Regions from separate parts of the Mus musculus genome. Here all the other regions are linked to region 2. A link is a contact called in public HiChIP or PLAC-seq and promoter capture Hi-C data. All regions are on one chromosome and are shown on one strand. Each heading gives the region's core, a stretch centred on a gene start, on an enhancer-like site or on the middle of the called end of the contact. The rest is flanking DNA. Distances are from core to core; before and after follow the strand shown.

The links. Promoter capture Hi-C pulls out the DNA fragments that hold promoters and counts their contacts. HiChIP or PLAC-seq counts read pairs in DNA pulled down with a chosen protein or histone mark.
Region 1: a contact with region 2 is called in a FOXA1 HiChIP or PLAC-seq map of pancreatic cancer cells. The contact joins the enhancer-like site here to the promoter of L3mbtl3 in region 2. A contact is called at or near these places in 3 of 39 promoter capture datasets (the C10 cell line, hippocampal neurons and pre-B cells) and 1 of 115 datasets of contacts at active chromatin or transcription factors (pancreatic cancer cells).
Region 3: a contact with region 2 is called in an H3K27ac HiChIP or PLAC-seq map of extraembryonic endoderm stem cells, with 9 times the contacts expected there. The contact joins the enhancer-like site here to the promoter of L3mbtl3 in region 2. A contact is called at or near these places in 1 of 39 promoter capture datasets (the 3T3-L1 cell line) and 1 of 115 datasets of contacts at active chromatin or transcription factors (extraembryonic endoderm stem cells).
Region 4: a contact with region 2 is called in an H3K27ac HiChIP or PLAC-seq map of thymic regulatory T cells, with 10 times the contacts expected there. The contact joins the enhancer-like site here to the promoter of L3mbtl3 in region 2. A contact is called at or near these places in 2 of 39 promoter capture datasets (hippocampal neurons and pre-B cells), 1 of 484 Hi-C or Micro-C datasets (CD4 T cells), 2 of 115 datasets of contacts at active chromatin or transcription factors (pro-B cells and thymic regulatory T cells) and 1 of 9 other capture datasets (liver).
Region 5: a contact with region 2 is called in a promoter capture Hi-C map of pre-B cells, with 2.5 times the contacts expected there. The contact joins the promoter of Enpp1 here to the promoter of L3mbtl3 in region 2. A contact is called at or near these places in 2 of 39 promoter capture datasets (hippocampal neurons and pre-B cells) and 1 of 115 datasets of contacts at active chromatin or transcription factors (thymic regulatory T cells).
Region 6: a contact with region 2 is called in a promoter capture Hi-C map of hippocampal neurons, with 10 times the contacts expected there. The contact joins the promoter of Enpp3 here to the promoter of L3mbtl3 in region 2. A contact is called at or near these places in 3 of 39 promoter capture datasets (hippocampal neurons, liver and pre-B cells), 1 of 115 datasets of contacts at active chromatin or transcription factors (thymic regulatory T cells) and 1 of 9 other capture datasets (liver).
Region 7: a contact with region 2 is called in a promoter capture Hi-C map of pre-B cells, with 12 times the contacts expected there. The contact joins the promoter of Med23 here to the promoter of L3mbtl3 in region 2. A contact is called at or near these places in 2 of 39 promoter capture datasets (hippocampal neurons and pre-B cells), 1 of 484 Hi-C or Micro-C datasets (uterus), 3 of 115 datasets of contacts at active chromatin or transcription factors (astrocytes, forebrain and large pre-B cells) and 1 of 9 other capture datasets (liver).

What each region holds. Positions count from the first base shown.
Region 1 is chr10:25,117,324-25,120,023 of GRCm38.p6, reverse strand. All of the region lies in intron 1 of Gm51762 (a long non-coding RNA gene), which reads right to left. Among named protein-coding and RNA genes, the nearest start is that of Gm51762, 31 kb to the right of the region's middle. Within about 2 kb of position 1,268, at least 126 of the 459 cell types and tissues checked have an H3K27ac peak or open chromatin away from gene starts, as enhancers often do. A contact at or near this core is called in pancreatic cancer cells and pre-B cells, where this site is marked.
Region 2 is chr10:26,372,638-26,375,429 of GRCm38.p6, reverse strand. L3mbtl3 (L3MBTL3 histone methyl-lysine binding protein) reads left to right here and starts at 1,358. Exons shown (of 22, transcript NM_001359254.1): 1 at 1,358-1,729.
Region 3 is chr10:28,097,704-28,100,403 of GRCm38.p6, reverse strand. All of the region lies in intron 1 of Ptprk (protein tyrosine phosphatase, receptor type, K), which reads right to left. Among named protein-coding and RNA genes, the nearest start is that of Ptprk, 24 kb to the right of the region's middle. Within about 2 kb of position 1,258, at least 11 of the 459 cell types and tissues checked have an H3K27ac peak or open chromatin away from gene starts, as enhancers often do. A contact at or near this core is called in extraembryonic endoderm stem cells, where this site is marked.
Region 4 is chr10:24,634,332-24,637,045 of GRCm38.p6, reverse strand. No RefSeq gene overlaps it. Among named protein-coding and RNA genes, the nearest start is that of Gm15270, 40 kb to the right of the region's middle. Within about 2 kb of position 1,380, at least 157 of the 459 cell types and tissues checked have an H3K27ac peak or open chromatin away from gene starts, as enhancers often do. A contact at or near this core is called in thymic regulatory T cells, where this site is marked.
Region 5 is chr10:24,710,790-24,713,489 of GRCm38.p6, reverse strand. It overlaps Enpp1 (ectonucleotide pyrophosphatase/phosphodiesterase 1), which reads left to right and starts at 1,331. Exons shown (of 25, transcript NM_008813.4): 1 at 1,331-1,684. The coding sequence starts at 1,499.
Region 6 is chr10:24,834,864-24,837,563 of GRCm38.p6, reverse strand. It overlaps Enpp3 (ectonucleotide pyrophosphatase/phosphodiesterase 3), which reads left to right and starts at 1,369. Exons shown (of 25, transcript NM_134005.2): 1 at 1,369-1,548. The coding sequence starts at 1,471.
Region 7 is chr10:24,868,700-24,871,483 of GRCm38.p6, reverse strand. Med23 (mediator complex subunit 23) reads right to left here and starts at 1,498. Exons shown (of 30, transcript NM_001166416.1): 1 at 1,338-1,498; 2 at 999-1,030; 3 at 733-820. The coding sequence starts at 1,385.

The DNA.
Region 1 (2,700 bases), core at 19-2,518, 1.3 Mb after region 2:
GTAGTTCTGTTTGTCTGGAGGGGCAAAGCATTTCCTGCACAGATTTCTGTCTTGAACGAGTTCTCTGTCCAAATGGAGGAGATTCTTATATTTTTGGTTGTGAGCCTAGCCTTTAACGGCTGAGCCATCTCTCCAGCCTACGGAGGAGACTCTTAGGTCATGCGATTACGGACCTTCAGTGGCTTTCATTATAGAATGTTTCTCAAGGAACGGATTTTTTTTTTTTTAAAGAGTAATTTTCTAGAGTGATTTTAAAAAATCACTTTATTGTATTCTTATTCTTTGAAAATTGAATTTAGAAAAAAGGATCCAAGAACAATTTCAAATTCAGCTCCTGCTTCAGAAGCGAAAATGATAAAACTATCAGTACCCCGGAAGCTCAGGTAAGAACCTGGATTTCTACTCATTATGGCGTTTTCCTCTCACAGAATCTTAGCAATGGCTTCATTTTTTACATTAAGACCCTGGTTATTCAACCCATACTCTCTTCATTTGGTCAGCACTCAAGACACTTGTTCCCAAGGTAGCACAGAAAGGCCCACTTCAATGTCATTGCTCCTGCTGCAGCTGACCCTTTCTTGCCAATCTAACAAACTGGGGGTTAGGGGGTGGGAAGCAGCTCTGCTCAAGACAAAGGAACGCCCCTGCCTCCTCTGCACACATTGCAGGCCGTGCCTCTGGACCAGTGCCCCCTTCCTTATCTGCTCAGTGAACGCTCAGCCTACACTTCTGTATTTGTGGTTTCCTCCTTCCTTTTCAACTGTCATGACCCGGGTGCCCCGCAGAGAGCCACGCCCTTCAAGAAGGGAGTTCAGACTTCGTTCCCTGCCTGCAGACAGGTTGGGAGCAGTATGCAGGTCGGAGTAGTGAACTCTATATGCTACAGTTGGGAAAACCTCTGTATTTTATAACAGGAAATAGGAAATGCAAAGGCTTTGAGATAGAAAAGGGATTTTCCCCCTAGGAGAAAAAACTCCCACTCGGGACTTTTTACCTCCAAAATAAGCATGCCGCCGCCTCGTCCAGGTCTCTCCCCACTCCTCAGACCCACCTCTCCCCCCACCCCCCACCTCCAGCGGTAATAGTGGCAGGCAACCAGCAGGAGGCTCAGCCCAGGGCACAGTAGAACTCTAAATTTATTCTCTGGGGACAGATATTTTGCAGAGTTTGGGACTCAAGCAACTTTAAGCTGTAATACTGTGTGGTTAGGGAGTTGGGTAGAGCAGAGAAACTCAAACAATACAATGGTCCACGTGACCTCAGTGTGTAAGATCTAGACTTTGAACAAGAAGAGAGCAAGGAGATGACGGTTCCCATAGAAACCAGCCTGGAACAGAGGAGCAGAGCACAATGTAGGTGCTGGACAAAGAAGATCAAGAGTAGACCTAGAATCTCGGAGAATCCTTCTAACTATATCTGATTAATGAGGTTACCAATTCCTAGCAAGGAGGACTTGGATATAAAGTTTATAATTTCAATACATTGTAAGTATGTGTGTATGTGTTTTGTGTGTATGTGTAGGGTTGTGTGTGTGTGGTATGTGTTGTGTGTTGTGTGTGTTGTATACGTGTTTGAGTGTAGTGTGTGTGTGCGCGCGAGTGTGTGTGTGTGTGTGTGTGAGAGAGAGAGAGAATGTGTGGTGTGTGGTACATGTGTAAGTGTGTGGTGTTGTGTGAGTGTGTGTGTATGGTGTGTGCTGTTGTGTGTGAGTGTGCATGTGTGCAGTGTGTGTTATGTGAGTAGTGTTAGAGTGTAGTGTGTGGTGTGTGTGTGTGTGTGTGTGTTGTGTTGTCACCCTCCTCAATCATAGGTCAAATGGATATCAGTCTGCAGAGTCCTTTGTGTATTGATCCCACTATAGGGAAGTTATTGCATCTGCCCGTCTTGACATGACTCCCAAACCAGGACTCCCAGGTGCTCTCTCTGAAATGAGGTGCTCCCTGGTCTGGTCTCCACCTTGATCCCGGGTAACAGAATGTAGTGAGGTGTAGTGGTTACTATGCTAGCCCATCTGCTATGGAACCAAGTAAAAGAGCTCGATTATAAGCACATTCAGATGCATTCTCTCTGCACTCCTTACCGACAGAAAGGATTAGAATGCTGCATACAGTCTGGGCAAGCCTGGGGCACAGCCTGACGAGTGAAGTTGTCAATCGCAGAGCTTGCAAGGCCCTGCTTTACACACCATTCTTGAATGACAAAAAGACAGAGATTTGCATTGTGACGTTTGAAAGTTTTGAAATGGAGAAGTTTTGAAATGGCCTGCACTGGCCCTGGGACAGCATAGTAGAACTGGCTCTGGTAGTGGGGATGTGGGAGACCTGGTGTTGGGGGCATGGGAGCTGGCCCTGACACTCGCCTGGGCACAGTGTGGGAGAGCTGGCCAACTGACCAACCCAGCTCCCACCCAGGCCCAGATCCAGGGCTCTGAATTGGCCCACCCCAATACCTACTCCATCTATGAACTCCTGGAGCACGTGAAGTGGCCAGTCCTATAGATCCAAAGCTTTATTATCTCCATGAAACAGGGAAACAGGGTATCTAAGAGGAGTGTTGATACTGTAGCAGAAGCCAGAGATCTTGAACCAGACTAATAACTCATTGCAATGAACATTTGCAACCAAAGCTGTTTGAGCAAAAGGGTATACTGTATGACCCGCTGCAGCTCCCACAACAATGTATTTTTATTTTATTTATTTT
Region 2 (2,792 bases), core at 109-2,608:
GGGCCCCCTCCCCCCGCCCGGAGCTTGTCACTTTGGTCGCTTTTTTGACACCGGGTGCTGGGTGGCGGCGCTGGGGGGGGGGGGGGGAGCGCGGCACCGCGGGGCTGCGAGTCCGGGGCGGCGGTGGGGGGGAAACGCGGCGGAGCCGCAGCCTCCCCGGGGGCGCCGAGCGCGGTCGGCCTGAGCCTAAGGGGGGGAGGGGGCGGCTTCGGGAGGGGACCGCGGGCACGATCGGTGCGGCGGCGGGAGGACGCGAGCCCCGGCGCGCCGCCCCTGCGGCCCCCTCCGCCCGTGTGGCCTTTGTGCCGAGCGCGCACCGGGTGAGCGAGCGGGCGGGCGGGCGAGCGAGCGGGCGGGCGGGCGAGCGCGACAAGTCCAAGTACGGGAGACCGAGGCAGTGGGAAAAGAGGCCGGGCCACTTTGCTCGCCAGCCAGCTCGGCTGCGGAGAACCGACTGGTTGAATGTGGCAGAGGCGCGTCTCGCTGGCGCGGCCGTGTGTGTGTGTGTGTGTGTGTGTGTGTGTGTGTGTGTATGTGTGTGAGTGTGTATGTGTGTGTGTGTGTATGTGTGTGTGAGTGTGTGTCTCTGTGGCTGTGTGTGTCTGTGTATGTGTCGGTGAGTGTGTGTCGGTGTGAGTGTGAGCGCGCGCCGAGAGGCCTCCCTCCGCGACTCGCACCGCGCACACGCACCCGCACCCGCACGCACACCCGAGCCGCGGCGGGGCCGGCGGCCGAGAGTTTGCGTGTGTGCTCTCCCCGCTCGCCACCTCCCCGCTCCCCGCCGCCGACTGTGGGAGAATTTCCTAGAGATCGCCTCCAATTTCCGCCATTTTGGGAAAGTTGCACGGAAAAAAAAAAAGAAGAAGAAGAAGAAGAAAGAAATAAAGCCTCCGCTGGATTTTTTTTTTTTTTTTCCTCCTGCTGGAAGCAGGAAAGTGCTTTTAGGGAACGCGGCGGCGCGGGCTCGACACTGCCGTCCCCGCGGGGTGGAGGACGCGGGGCCGGGCCGGGCACCCGCACCGTCGCGGCGATCTTCTCCGCGCAGCGCCGCCGGTGCGGGCGCGGGCGTGCGAGCGAGGCGAGGCGAGGCGGTGGCGGGCTGCGGCGGGGGCCGTGGAGCCTGCAACTTGTTTACCGCCGCCCCGGGTGGCCGAGGCCGGCGGCCGGGGTCCGCCTCGCCACCCGTGCGTGCGCCGATCTGCGCTCATGGGCTACTGTCTGGTCCACGCTCGCGTCCTGGGCCCGGCGGGGCCGGCCTCGCGCAGCGGCGGCGGGGCGGGGGAAGTAGAGGCCGGCGGGGGTGGGGATCGGGAAGCGCAGGAGCGGAGGCATCCGCCGCGCGCCCCGCCAGCCAGCCAGCCGCCGGCCGGAGGAGGAGGCAAACTTGAGAGCGGCGGGGCCAGGGGCGCACTGGCGGAGGGAAAACTTTAATCGCCTTCTTGGGAGAATAGAAAAAGGGAAAAAGAGAAAAGGAAAAAAAAATCCAAAAGGCAAAAAAGTGCATGTGTGTGGGGGTTTCTAGGACCCGAACCTCACGATCGGATCTGATCCGATCACGGCCCACCGCGGGGCCGTGAGAGAAAGTTGACCAGCGTGGCGGCTTTCTTCGCGTCCGGCCGTGGTGTCTGTCTGTCCGTCCGCGCTCCGACCAAACGGGTGGGAGATCCAGCCGCACTGCCGGGTCGCGTGGGTCAGGGCTCTTGCCCCACCCTTCCACGGGGACACGAAGGTAAACTCGCTTTGGTTTTTCCTTCTCTGTCCTCCTGCAGCCACCGCCCAGCTTCCTTTTCCTCTCCTTTCCCCGCTGATTTATTTTTCTTCTTTTTTTTGTTTTTTTAGGGGGGGGGGACCCGAAAAACGGAGTCTCTTTCCTTATGCAACTTTCTCGGGCGCAGTTTGCTGGGCCCATCCCCCCCGCCTTCTGCATCCCTTGGCCCGCTCCTTTGCCACCTTGGGGCTACCGCCAAAAGCATGCATTTAAGATCATCCAAAGTGCCCAGGAACAAAAATAGATGTTAAAGAATTGTTCTAAGTTAAGGGAAACTGAGACGAGAAATAAGAAACCGGTTTGAGTGTGTGTGTGTGTGGGGGGGGGGGGGAGGTGCGTCGCCTGGGATGAGTGAGTTGAATTTTCATTTCAATTTTCGTAGGTGGTTGGTTATGATGCCTTTATTGGTGTGGGGAGCCCGGGAAGCTCTGTACTGGCTACCTCGGTTGCGTGGATTTTTGCGCAAGTTTTTAGAAAAACACTGACTCGAGTAGAGAGCCGGAAAGTTTCAAGTGCAGCAAAATAGTGAGCCTGCAAAACTGGCCAAGGGGGGACCTCTAGTGGTTAAACGCATCTTAAGTTCGAGAGACAAGACCAAAGTTTGGCCTTTACTTGTAGCTACATGCAGTCCGTTTAGACGTGGAAGTAATTAGAAGACCTGAGTTGCAGCCAGATGTGAGAAAGGATGCTAGTCCGAAATAGAAGTTTTGTAAATCAGAGAACAATGACGTCTAAGCTTGCGGACCCTGTGATTTCCATCCTTTCTTGCATACAGTAAGAAAACCAAAGCTTTTTATTCTGAGATTTGAGATTGACACTCCCTAGATAAGAAAGTTTGTCTTCTGTTTACCATCATCTGTACCTCCGTTTTTTTTTTTTTTTATTTCCCCTCTTACGACTCATAGCAGGTAGCTTAATTCGGAATGTTAAGGAAAAGTCAAAATGAAACCTGTGCTTAGCACTTTGCAAAAAACTGAAAAAAAAACAAACCTGAAATTAGCTTTTATATGAACTGATCATTTTG
Region 3 (2,700 bases), core at 9-2,508, 1.7 Mb before region 2:
GGGCAGGAATAGAGCAGTTTGGACTGGAAGTGGCTAAGTGTAATGACAGTGTTTTTAACATTCATAAACATACTAAAGACTACAAGATAAACGGAGATCATCTTGACAGACAAGAAAATTCAGCCATGTTGCCTGAAATAGATGGTGTCAGAAAGCAGGAAAATATAACCTGCATATTTGTTTTGAAATCCTCTTACAGCCACCCCACCCCTAACAGAACTCCAAAATTCTATTAGGTCCTCAGAGACACCTTTCTTCCTTCCTCCTTAGCATATACAATTGAATGGCATGCCTTTTATCCTCACTTGCCTGCTTGGCTGCCACTCTCCCTCACCTAGAGGAACACTCAGTTTTCTATTAGATTACTATATCCTTCTCATGTACAACTGCCCCCAACTCCAAGCTGTTCATTATCAAAGAAAACACCCACTATCCACTTAGGGCCTTCACATATAATTGTATACACATATGTGAATACACATATACATCCATGCACACACCTATGCCCATCCTTAGCCCTCCTTTCCACATGCAAAGAAAACATGGGGAGCTAGGAAAGTTGTCTTTTAGGGGTCAATATTTGTCCTATAGTCACTGAGAATCACATAGTTTATGCTGATAGAGAGCCTTCTACCATCAAGGTCTCAGCACTGTCTGAGCTCGGCATTACTTAGAGAGTACTGTGTGCAGCTTGGCTTCCTTCTCATGCCAAGCCTTCTTTATACCAAGAAGTCTCAGCCATTTTTTTGGTTCTCATAACTACAAGATATTTATTCCTAAAAAGATATTCTCCTAGCTTCCTATGTCTCCTCAGGGGAGGGGAGTACACATGTACAATGTATGCATGTGTGTTCACATGTATTGACACATGTGTATATAAGTGGATATAAAGGCTTTGGATAGACAATGGTTGTCTTCCTCAACCATGTTCCATTTCACCCATTGATAGAGGGCCTCTCACTGAACCTTAAGCTTGTCAATCCTTCTAGTCTAGATAACCAGCTTGACTCAAGGATCCTAATTTTCAACTTCCCAAGTGGCTGGAATTACAAGAGGGCCACCATGTCTGCTCGACACTGGCATCTCTGTGGATCTGAAGTCCAGCCTCACTTGGGGCACTGGGTCTTCACTTTGAAGACTATGTGTCACATAAACATTTGATCAAAGAAAGTCAGGAGGGTGGCAGCTGCGTCTCCCATAAATGAGGAAGGGTAATCAAGATTGCCACTCCTACCATGACAAACACAAGGTTAGTTATCAACTGAGAAAGATAACACCTCAAAGGAAAAAAAAACTGAAGACAAGGTAGCTCTAAGCCACAGCCCTCCTACAGACACAATGGTATTTGGTTAATCATTTATGATATTGCCACAAGTCCATTGTCAAAATTAGAGATGACCAGATTCTATTTCACAGGCAGTTAAGGTTTAACCTCGGAGTTTGGGGGGCTTTTGTTCTTTTTGTTTGTTTTTAATGTATATACAAGCCATGGCAAAATACTGCTTAATAGTTTGATCGTGACAGGGAGTTTAGGGAATATACGACATGAAAGTGAACCATCATTTTTTAAGTAAATTTAATTTTACTATGACTGGCTATGTGCGGTGCCAAAATAATAATAATAATAATAATAATAATAATAATAATAAATTAAAAAGAAAGAAAGAAAAGAAAAAGAAACCTACCTAAGTAAGACTGAAATACGTACTTGCATCTTGGTTTGAAATGAATAAACCTCAAAGTCACATTTCAATCAAGCAAACATCAATGAGAGTCATGCATTTAAAAGCCTTGCCTTCCTCTTCTGGCTGATGTCACTTTATGCCACTCATATTTTATTCCATCATTCCTCCCTTTATCCTCTTAATATTAATAGATCCATACAGTGCAAGCCCTGTTCTCTTCATCTCGGTCTGAGTTTAAGCAACCTCTCATCAAAGCTGCAACCTCAAAGGTTGGAGTTTTATTTACTCTCCCTCCTTACCATGGTAAGCAGCTAACATAGATCCCTCAAAGTCACATAGTCACGGCAGGAAGACGACTGGGGTGCCTGGGAACCACCTTAAAAATCTGAATTGCAGGAAAAATGTAAATGAACATGGTCTTTATATTTCGAAACATTCTGTCCTCACCCTCGCCGTACGCTATATGTTAGGAAACATGTTGATTAATGTATGTCCCCTACAGAATTCTTCTCATGAACAAGTCTGAATGATTTGTGATCAATAAACTGTTTCTAACCATGGTTTTAAAGAACATAAAAATGGCTCATTACTGAGGGAATTAAATAAATCTCAGGGACCTGTAATGGTCCTTTCAGTTTAACACACTCCTCTCATCAACAGTTCAAAAGACAAATCTAAGCGGTGCTTCCAGTCCCAGCTTGCTGGCTTTCAAACTGTGACCAATTTGTAGCTTCAAACAAGTGGCCTTTCCAACCTGAAGAGCTTGGGGACCTGCATATAAAGAGATGTATAAAGAGAGACTTCCGGTCTTGGAAGTATGCTGGCTTTCATTGCCCATTTACACTAACCAGCTCCCTTGATCCACGGAAGAAACATTTACTCAGTTCAATAAACAACACTTGGCCAGGAGCCCTTCCTTTGCCTCATTTGTATCCCGACACCCTCCCGACACCCTCCTGCACTTGTAGCAAGACCAGGCTAAGGGGTTGCTGAAGACCGCAGGCATCCCTGCAGC
Region 4 (2,714 bases), core at 131-2,630, 1.7 Mb after region 2:
TGCAGGTCCCTTTGCGGGGGGTGGGGTGGGGGTTGGGGGTGGGGTGGGGGTTGGTGGTGGTGGTGGTGGTGGGGTGTTCAGATATCAGATATCCTAAATATCAGGTATTTACATTATGATTCATAACAGTAGCAAAATTATAGTTATGAATTAGTAAAGAAAATAATTTTATGGTTGGGGGAGTCACTACAGCATGAAGAACTGCATTAAAGGGCTACAGCATTAGAAAACTTGAGAACCACTGCTGTAAGAATAAGGTCTGTCAGACCCTTCAAGATGTAAAATAACATACAATACACGCCCCACGTAAGGCTCCTGGTACTTCTTGTGTGGCTGTATAGAAGGTACTATGTATCAAGAAGTTGTACTTAGGGGGCTGAAGAGATGGTTCAGCAGTTAAGAGCATGGGCTGCTCTTCCAAAGATCCTGAGTTCAAATCCCAGCAACTACATGGTGGCTCACAACTATCCATAATGAGATCTGATGCCCTCTTCTGGGGTGTCTGAAGACAGCTACAGTGTGTTTACATATAATAAATAAATAAATCTTTAAAAAGAAAAGAAAAGAAGCTGTACTCAGACATAGCTACAATACGAAGTACGTGCTTGCTAGTGGCAGTGTCTACAGCCACCACAGGAAAGAAAGTAGTTTCAGGAGTGCTTCATTGCTTGTAAGGAGACAGTTGTCTGCATCCAGCCACCACAGGGACAACTTCTCCATCTTGTTGGCGGGATCAAACTGAGTTCATGGTCCCAGGTCTACAACCGACTCCCTTGTTCTCTTATCATCTTGAGTTACACATCAAATATCCAGGATGAGGTCTGACTACCAAGGCTCTGAGTCAAAGGCCTTGAAACCAGGTGGCCCAGGAGTGTTGACTTGTTTCCTGTAACTTGCTGGCCCCGAGTCAGGGCAAAACCACAGTGGAGACTCCCTTGCCCAGCCCCGTGTCAAAATATGATTGGACGGTGCTACAGCCCACCCCGTTCCTCCTCAGTTTGTGGTCTCATCCTTAAATGTGCTGTACAACTTCGCTTCACGGATGCAGTTCGGCTCTAGAGTCTGTTCTCTGGCCCGGATGGATCAGTAACAGCGTGATTACAATACATTTTTTTGTCATCTGCACTGACCTGGTCTTTGAGCTCTGTTGGATTTAAGTGGACCCCACAATGGCTTTACACATTCCAGCAAGGAGATGCCTTCAGTGACAAGGGAATACAGTGCATTATGGCAAGAAAAGCTTGGAAGCAGGGGCAGAAGGCTGTCACTGGCGGTAAGGAAGGAGAGAGAAAACAGGAAGTAGGGATCAGGCTACAAAACCTCAAGGCCCGCCCCCATGTTTCCCCCTGTTCAAGCGCAGTCTCTCCTGCAGGCTTCATGACTTTCCCAAACAGCACCGTGAGGTGGGGCCACGTGTTCAAATACAAGCCTATGGGGAAGACATCACATACAAACCACGGGGTGATGTGGTTATCAGTGTAAAAGATTATTAGCTCCTACAGGGGCCCAGGGATCTGCCATGATCTCTTCTTAAAGAGAACGTCATCACCACAAACTTCCTAAGACAACAGATGCTGACGAGGACAGACCGGCCACAGACACTTCCCTGCCTGGACTCTATGCTGAGCCTGATATGACTATAGCCTTTGAACTGGTTCCCGGAGCTGATAAGGTTTATGGTCTGCAAGTGTTCTGTTTCACGGGGACTGTAGGTCAGTAGTGCAGCAAACTTTTCCCAGTGGTTACAAGCATGTTTTCACATTGACATATAATTTTTCAGATATTTATTGTCATGTTGCCAAAGTCACAAGTTACTAAAAGCAGAAACAAACTTTACATCCATTTCTGTCTAGGACAGACCTTCAAAGCATGCCCAGTGAGCAGATAACATTGGGTCATTCCTACCAAAACATCCACTTGAGGGCACACACATTGCAGGAAGGTTAGGGCACAATTGCACGGGAAATACGGTTGGTATTTTCAATTTCTGTATTCATTTAATTCTGACTATTTTTTTTTTTTTGAGTCAAGGTCTCTTGTAGCCCAGGCTGCCCTCATTTCCTCTGAAGAAACTCAGGACCCTTCTACCTCCCATGTGCTGGGATTTCAAAAGCAAGCCTTCCACGGCTCCAGCTTTAGTGGGTTACTTTTAAAAAGAAGTTTATTTATAGATACTGTACTGGTGCACAATCAGAATATTTTTTAAGTTAAAAAGAGTAAAGTTGCCTTTCAAGGGCCTTTTACAATTGGTTCCGTGACTCCACCCTGGAGAAAGCCTGCTGCCCTCTGATGGAGGAGGGAAAAAAGCCTTTACTGGGCTTTGCCTTCTCACACAAAGCACACCACAGAGCTGCAGCACACTGCTGGCAGAGTTGCACACACTTGACAAAGGTGGCCGTGTGTGCAAGTGCCTGGGTTATCACACCCACCGAGTCACACCAGACCTTCTGGAAAGAGGCAAAGAGCTAGCAGCAACCAGACAGCAGCTGGGACAAGCCAGCTGTCATCTGCTTCTGGGTATCTTCCCAGGGAGGAGAAATATTTCCCCACTACTTCCTGTCTGTGAAATCCAAGGTCATGGGATGAAACTAGGCTCAGGTTCAGAGAACTAACAGTGCTGTGTCGCCACAATCATCCTATCCGTCGCTGTCCCATGAAAAGCTGACAGAACCAAAAGGCTTCTTCGAGATGAATCACGTGATGGTGCAGCTGAC
Region 5 (2,700 bases), core at 82-2,581, 1.7 Mb after region 2:
TAATCCTACTCTAGCCCCTTGCTGACTCACCCCATACTATATATACATATATGCATATATATGAAAATGTTCACATTTTAATACATATGGCATTCAAAATGTTGATTCATTATTAAATGTCTGAATGAATGAAGTCAGAACAAATTGAAAGTGTTCACATTGTTTTAATTTATTTTTACCTCTCTTTATCTCTCTGTGTGTGTGTCTCTCTCTCTCTGTATGTCTGTGTTCCGGTTTGTATCTGCACACATGCATGAAAGTGGAAGTCAGAACTACCAATGGTTGTCATTCGTCTGAAGCCCAGCTCACCTTTTTCTGGGACCCTTTCTTATTAGCCTTGAACTTAGCAAATAGGCTAGGCTGGCTGGCTGGCCATCCCTGGGATCCATATGCCTTTGCCTCCTACTTTGGGATTACAAGCTCAGGCTACAGGGTTTTTGGAGTCTGGGATTTGCCCTTAGAATCTCATGCTTGCGAATACCAGAACTTTACCTGTTGATTGCCCTCCCCAGTCCGTGCTGACAGTTTGAGAGGGGACAAACCCAATTTACACCCGTTAAACTTCAAAAGTGAATGTGATATAATGTGATGTATATAAACAAAGCAGGTAAGGGATGTCTTGTTAATTTGTGATTTTTCTTAGTCACTGTGTTCAGTCACATTGCTTCTGCTTTTGGGTTCTGGGAGGTGTGGTTTTGCTGATGGGAAGGAGTGTAAAGCTGAAGAATCAAAGGTGAAACAAATCCCATCAAGAATTAAAGCCTACTGCTCACGTTCTGTTTTAAAAATAAGCTCATCACATAGAGTTAGAGTCTTGATTCTGCTCATCAATTAAAGTGCTGACTTCGGAGAAGCAAGACACAGACACCCGGAAGCCTCCGGAAGTCTAAAATAGCTAATATGTAAATATAATAGGATAGCAACCCCGGACGCCACACATCCCATATGTGTGTTTGTGCAAACCCATCAGTGTTGTGTAAACCCCGTGCCCCACGTTTAGCAGCTCCAGGTAGAGAATTTTCGTTTGCACTTGTGGGAGAAAAAGAAAGTCACCTCCCCACGCGCTCGTTTGCATTTCCCTGGTCAAAGCAGGTCTGCTCCCGGCCACCGGTGTCCGGCCTTTGAGACCTCGGGGGTCGCTGCATCCTCTCACTTTTGGGGCTCCAAGATCTCACACTCTTTGCAGACCACACAGCGATTCCAGTCCAGTCCTCGTTGGGCTACGCGGGGGGATTCCGCAAGGGTTCGTAGGGTGCCACGATCGCGGGCGGGGACAGGGTTTGGGGTGGAAGTTAAAGACACGCCCACGTCAGGGACCCAAAATAGCCCACGCGCCCAGGGCCCGAAATCAGACAGGAAGCCAAATACCCGGGGCGTTGAGCGGCTCGGGCCGGAGCGCTGGCCGAGGGCTGGGAGCCAAGGGTCTGGCGGGGGCGGCGCGGGGCGGGGCGGGGCTGCGAGCCTATTAAAGCTCGGCCCGCGGGGGCAGAGCGGGGCGATGGAGCGCGACGGCGACCAGGCAGGGCACGGGCCCCGGCACGGGTCAGCGGGAAACGGTCGCGAGCTCGAGTCACCAGCCGCGGCTTCGCTGCTCGCGCCCATGGACCTAGGAGAGGAGCCGCTGGAGAAGGCGGAGCGTGCCCGCCCTGCCAAAGACCCCAACACCTACAAAGTGCTGTCGCTGGTAGGTCGGTGCTTGCCGCGACCCGACACCCGGGAGGGGCGAGAGCGAGCAGGTCGGCACCCGGCATGGGAGAGCGTGGGCGCCTCCTGCGCCGGCACCGGGTGACCTGCAGGGTCCTTACCCCTCTCCCAGCAGGAGCAGGCTGCTAAAATAGTCACCTTGACATACCGTCCTCTTCCCCCAGAGAATACAGGACATTTGGAGGCGGAAACAAAAAATCGGCTAGTCTTAGGATAGCGCAGCGATGTTTGTAGTCTTTTAGGTGGCGTAGGTCAGGGTACAGGTGGTGCTCGTGGCTTTAGGTGAATTTATTGCAGTTGAAAGATTTATCACAGCTTTTGAAAGTATCGGGAACTTTAGAAAACACCCATGCTTGGCTCTGTAGTGGTATTTCCAGACAGTTATTTAGAAGCCCCATTGACGTTCATGTTTATGTGACTGGGAAGAGGCCCGGGATTCATTGCCCACTCTTTGAACCACAGACAGCGCTGTTTGTGTGTTGCCCGGAGGCACAGTTGCCTGCTATATCCCTCTGCTCTTCTGTTAGACCAGTTGTAGCATCCACAACCAACTTCTGGAAACAGGACGCCGATTTTCACTCGGGATCTTCCTTGGGTCAGAAAGGCTGAGTCCTGTGTGGTGGTTCTAAGTATTGGTGGGGACTTCCATTATTCTTCTCAAGCTCCGCTGTGTTGTGTTAAAATGAGAGCGCATAGCATAGTTTCAATGGGACTGACTGCGGGAAATAAATTCAGAACTGAAGGAGGAGGTAGTTAGTTATTTTATAGTACGTGCAAACCACAGCTTTCTGTGACTAGCACACCCTAAAACATATTCTTACACATTCTGGCTTGAGCGCTGTTTTGTGGAAAAATCTTTCCGATGTTTAAAGTCTCCTTTTGACATCATTTCCATTTCCACTGTTCTTAGGTTCTATGCAGACACCGTAGCACTTTGAGAACCAGAATCCCGAGACTTAAGGGATGGTGTCATATCCTTAGTTTTTTAAAAATAAG
Region 6 (2,700 bases), core at 120-2,619, 1.5 Mb after region 2:
TTTATCAGAGAAAACATGTAAGTGTGGACTTAGGTATATTTTTGAAGGTTAGTCTATTATCATCTTGCCTGGGAGCACAGTACTGGAGAAGACAGTACTGGACAGTACTGGAGAAGTAGCTTTGGAGAGTTTTGCATCCTGATCCATAGGTAGGAATATATCTATCCATCCCTCTATCTATCTATCTATCTATCTATCTATCTATCTATCTATCTATCTATCTATCTACCTACCTATCTATCTATTTATTTCTCCATCTATCTACTGAGACTGAGAGAGAGGGGGGTGGGGGAAGAGGGGGAGGAGACAGTGGACTTTTGAAACTTCAAATCCCACCCTCAAGGGACACACTTTTTCCAACAAGACTACACCTCTTAATCCATCTGATTCCTAGAAATAGCGCCACTCTCTGGTGACTAAGCACTCAAATATATAAGCTTATGGGAGCCCTTCCTATCAAACCACCACACATACTATTTTGTCGTTTGCTTTAAAATAATTCTTAAACTGTAGACATTCTAAAATGTAAGATACACTCCTCTCATAATTAAAAAAATCTTTATAGTAGTTTCAGAATTTCTATTATAATCAAACACATTTTATTTTGTTTTAATTACTTAATGTATATTGTGTGTGTGTGTGTATGTTGGGGGCGGGGTGTGTGTGTGTGTATGAGTGCAGGGGGCCTTGGAGGACAGAGGAGGAAATCGGGTCCCCGGAGCTGGAACTGCTGAGCAGCCTGACAGAGGTGCTGAGATCTGAACTTTCTCTGCAGAAGCAAGCAAGAGCTCATGACTGCTGAGCTGTCTCTCCAGTCCTCCAGTCCTTTAATAAATGTACTAGCTTGCAACTGCAGCATGACATCTATATGGATGTACAAACTCCCTGTACAGGGCTTCTTGTCAGCCTTTGGAAGATTGAGATAGGAGGGCTTGGAAAACCACTCTGACTAACATGGTATATGATACTGCCAAACACACAAACAGAAACAAAACCCAGAAAGCAACCGAGCTGGGGTGGAGCTCAGCTGGTATGAAGCCATGGATTCAGTTCCCAGCAATTTGTAAATTGGGGGACACATGATGTAATCCTGGTGCTTAGGAGATAAGAAGTGACACAAGTTCTTTCCACAGACAAAAACAAAACAAATGAGTAGCTTTTTATAAGTGTGATTAATATTCTATTCTTGCTATCTACATATCCCGATTAGTATGCATTATTACTTCTAAAGCTGTAAAGAACTGCTGTCCACAATGTCCGAGAGAGAAATGGACTTTATTCTGTGGGCAACGCTGTTTGTTAACAAGGCTTTTCCCTCTTCAATTGACCAATCGCTACAGAGCTCTGCTTTTCTCCCGGATTTAAAAGTCAGTCACAGCTGGGGCAGGCAGGACAGTTCCTTTTTCCCTCCCCAGAGGGAAGAAAGAGCCTTATTTTCTGGCTAGACAGGTTTACACAGCTACGGGAACAATGGATTCCAGGCTAGCATTAGCCACAGAGGAGCCCATTAAGAAAGACAGTCTCAAGAAATACAAGATCCTTTGTGTGGTAAGCAAAACTGTTCATTTTAGTCTTACAAGCTTGGTGGCAGATTGAAGTGCCTGCCTTCCCACTTAGGCTTGCTTGTGTCGCTATTAAGTCAGAATGTGAAGTAATTGTGTCCAGCATTAGGTTTGTTTGTGTTGCAATTTAGGTTAGAATGCTAAGTTATTGTGTCCAGCATTTCTGACAGAAATCTGAGACCGTGCTGGACTGATTTTGTTTTCCACGTGTTTATAATTAGAGCGCAAGCAATTTTTGACTGGTACGAATACTGTACGAGCAAGAATTTAGCAACTGAAATCACTTGACACATACGTCTTAAGGATCTGTTGATCTTTATCAACATTTCATTCTGTTTATTTACCATGTGGAGATTACTTCTTTTGCTTCCTTCCTCACTTTGCTCTGTTCCCCCCCCCCATATGAATTAAGTGCTCCTTTAGAGACTAATCCACCCCCCTCCCCTGTTTCCTATCTGAATGTCCCTAACAATACATGAATGTTGTTGAGGGTTTTATCTTTTTCTTTCTTTTTTAAAACGTTCTCTCCCCCTGCTTCCTGGATAATCTTGAAACGCTCGTTTCCAAGACATACTTGCTTTTTGACGGACTTATCTTTATCTTCATTGAATGTTACTCAAGACCTCACTCTACATCCTTCTTACCCAGTGATCTTTTCTTTAGGCAATCTGTGTGTTCCCCTGAGATGTTAAATGATACCTTCCCCCAACCCAAGCCACCATCATCTCCGACTTCTTTTTGGATGTCTCCTGCCTGACTACTCACCCAGCACCTCCAGCCAAAACCAAATGCAGTATTTTTTTTCACATCTGGCTGGCTGCAGCTGCTCTCAGATTCCTCGGGCTAACATATGTCAGCTCTCCTTTCTGTTTCCCAAGAAAGGTCAAGCAGTTTGTAGCTATGACCCGTGAGGACAACAAATCCTCAGTAGCTCCTCAGAGTTTATCTTTCCAGGACTTACACAGCCCTCCTTGCGGCTTTCTTGCCCTTACCTTTGTCTTAGTTTGTCACTCAAGGAATCAAACCCCTTGGGAGCTAAATCTGGGTCCTAAATGTATTTTTAGATTGTTCTTTTCTTTTTCTTCCTGAGGCACCTGTGGGCAGGCACACAGGCTCAGGTTTCTTTCCCCAGGACACT
Region 7 (2,784 bases), core at 249-2,748, 1.5 Mb after region 2:
CACTGTTTAAAGAGAAAAGAACGAAGATGGCTTTATAATCCTAGAACTCAGGACACAGAGAGACAGTCTTATAGCTAAACAGTTCTGGGAACACAAACTAGGATGCTGGCTTCAGACAGGAAGGGCAGGTGGCTGAGCTAGATCAGGAAGACGGCCAGCGTGTGGAGCTTGGTCACGCTTGCCTTATATATTTCAGGTTCACGTCAAAGCATGACCTGTTGAAAATAGAAAGTTTAAAACATGAACATATTGCCTTTAGGATCCATAACTGGGTGGCAAATTTTATACTAGCTCACAGGCACAGAAAGCCCAGCGGCTCACTTCTCTGTCTACAGTGCATCATGAGAAATACTACTCTAGTGGGGACTCTATCACAGTGTCTTTATGAGGACATATTTATAAATACTGGGCCATTTTTTGAATAGTGACATTTTTCTTTTACGAGAAAAGTTTAGCATATCTGTTTCCATTCAAAGCCAATTTATACAAAGAGGATAAAAACTACCTTACATAATATAACATAGAAGGAAATTTTTAAAACATTTCCCACTGCAATCTTATTACCTTGAACTTTTAACACAGGTTCTCCAGTAAGTACATTTACATAAAATGACAGCAGTCTTATTTTTCCCTTTCCTAAACGATCTTAAGAAAAAGATCAAAGAAGATGTAAAAAGTAAAAAGGAAGGCGTCAAACGTCATTAAGTGGATGTTCAACATGAAATGTCTCACCTGAGAAAGTCCACTCCAAAACTGCCGGAAGGCCGCCAAGCAGCTAATTAGTTTTGTTTTTTCATCCTCGGGGGTATCCATAAACATTCTGAAAAAACAAAAATCACATTATCTGCTGCTAGTTTTAAACAGGTACACATCCTGCAAGGTAGATTTTTTTTAACTCCTCAAAACCAACTTAAGTGGAATCTAACAAAGATAAATCTACAAACAACAATTAAAAAAACACACACACACACACAAAGATCTGCCTGCCACATACTCACCCTGGGAAGGCCTCTTCTATAATTTCTGTTTTCTGCAAACAAACAAAAACTAGTAAACGATCTGACTACTAAAAGGGGGCGGGGTGGGAGATGTCCCCGAGAGAAATATTCCCGGGCAATACAGATAGAGCACGACACTTTTATGGGGACCGCGGCGGGAACTAACAGCACTTTCTTAGATCTGGCAGCAGTCCGGGGATGGGGGGACCGCCACCCCGGTTCAGACGCCTATGTCAACATAGGGGCGGGAAAGGAGCTGGCCCAGGCCCGCAGCCTGGAGCCGCACGCAGCCTGCACTTCCCGGAGCCATGGCTCTGGCTTACGGACAGTGGCACTCACCACCACCTCCTCGAAAATGCTCTGCAGTTGCGTCTCCATCGGTACCATCGAGCCCCGGGCTCCCGGGGAACCCGGCGACAGACGGGTGAGAGCCAGGGTCGGGAAAGAATGGAGCGGAGGGGCGGAGCCACCAGCAGGAAGCCGCCGCTCTCTCTTGCTCTGTTACTTCCTTCGGTGCCAGGCGAATGAGCCCGCCCGGTGCTTACCCGTTACCAGCCCCTCTGAAATCTGTATCTCAGCCTGTTGGTTCCGCTCGTAGAGGTGACCCCGTAAGCTGACAGCGCTGCTTGATCCCGGGCAAGGCCACCCTCTCCTGGCTGGAGCCGGAACTGCGACCTGTTTGGAGTTTCATTTGCAGATCCGAATCACAAGGGCTGTGGCCAGAACCAAGTGGGTGACTGTCAAGAGCTGACCTCGTGAAGCAGTTGATACCACGTTATTCTTGCCCAATAGGACCCATGTCTTCACTATGGTACCCTCAGTTGCTAGCACAGTGATGGGCGTGTCGTCATCGTTTATTGAATGTTGAAAAAAAAAAAAAGAATAAACCCTTTATTGTTAATTCGCAAATAAGTGGCGGTACTAAGTACATCATTTTAAAACAATTTTCCCATCATCCTGGTAAATTTCTGAAAACTTTTTTTTTTATTGTCTTAGTATGAAGAAATTTTTGTCTATCCAAAGGCTATTCGTCAATGTTTTCTTCCAGAAACTTTGTTCTAGCTTTGGTATTTAAGTCCATATTTTTTTAATTGGTTTTCATGACTGGAGATAAGTTCTCACAGGACTTTTCCCTCTTTGGGGAGATGTAAATAAATGTTTATAAACCCTAAATAGAGGACATTGACAGATTAAAGAAAGGATCTTGCCGGGCGGTGATGGTGCACGCCTTTAATCCCAGCACTTGGGAGGCAGAGGCAGGTGGATTTCTGAGTTCAAGGCCAGCCTGGTCTACAAAGTGAGTTCCAGGACAGCCAAGGCTACACAGAGTAACCCTGCCTCAAAAAAAAAAAAATCTCATTCAAATCCAGCTTGGTAAAACAATGAGCTTATTATAGTTTCTTATAGAAGCACGTGACTCGGGTACCCTCATTACTAGGAACTCCTACCTCAAGCATAGATGACTTACAAAAAGGCATACCAGTGTAGTACCCTCCCAATAAAATATTTAAATTTAACACAATGTTGGAGAATTAGAGGGGCTTCTGGGGAATCGTGTAAGGACCATCTTGAGTTTCCATGGCGTCTTCATTTTATTTTATAGTTTTGAGACAGGGTATTTTGTATCCCAAGTTGACCATGAACTTACTATGTAGCAGAGTGACCTTGAATATTTGATCCTTCTATTTCTCATGGCGAGAGATGGGACGCCCCTGAGACTATCTGCCAGGAAGAAGTGTTGGGTTAGGTTTCAGATTGGACCTGGGGTTAGGGTTAGGTGTGCTAG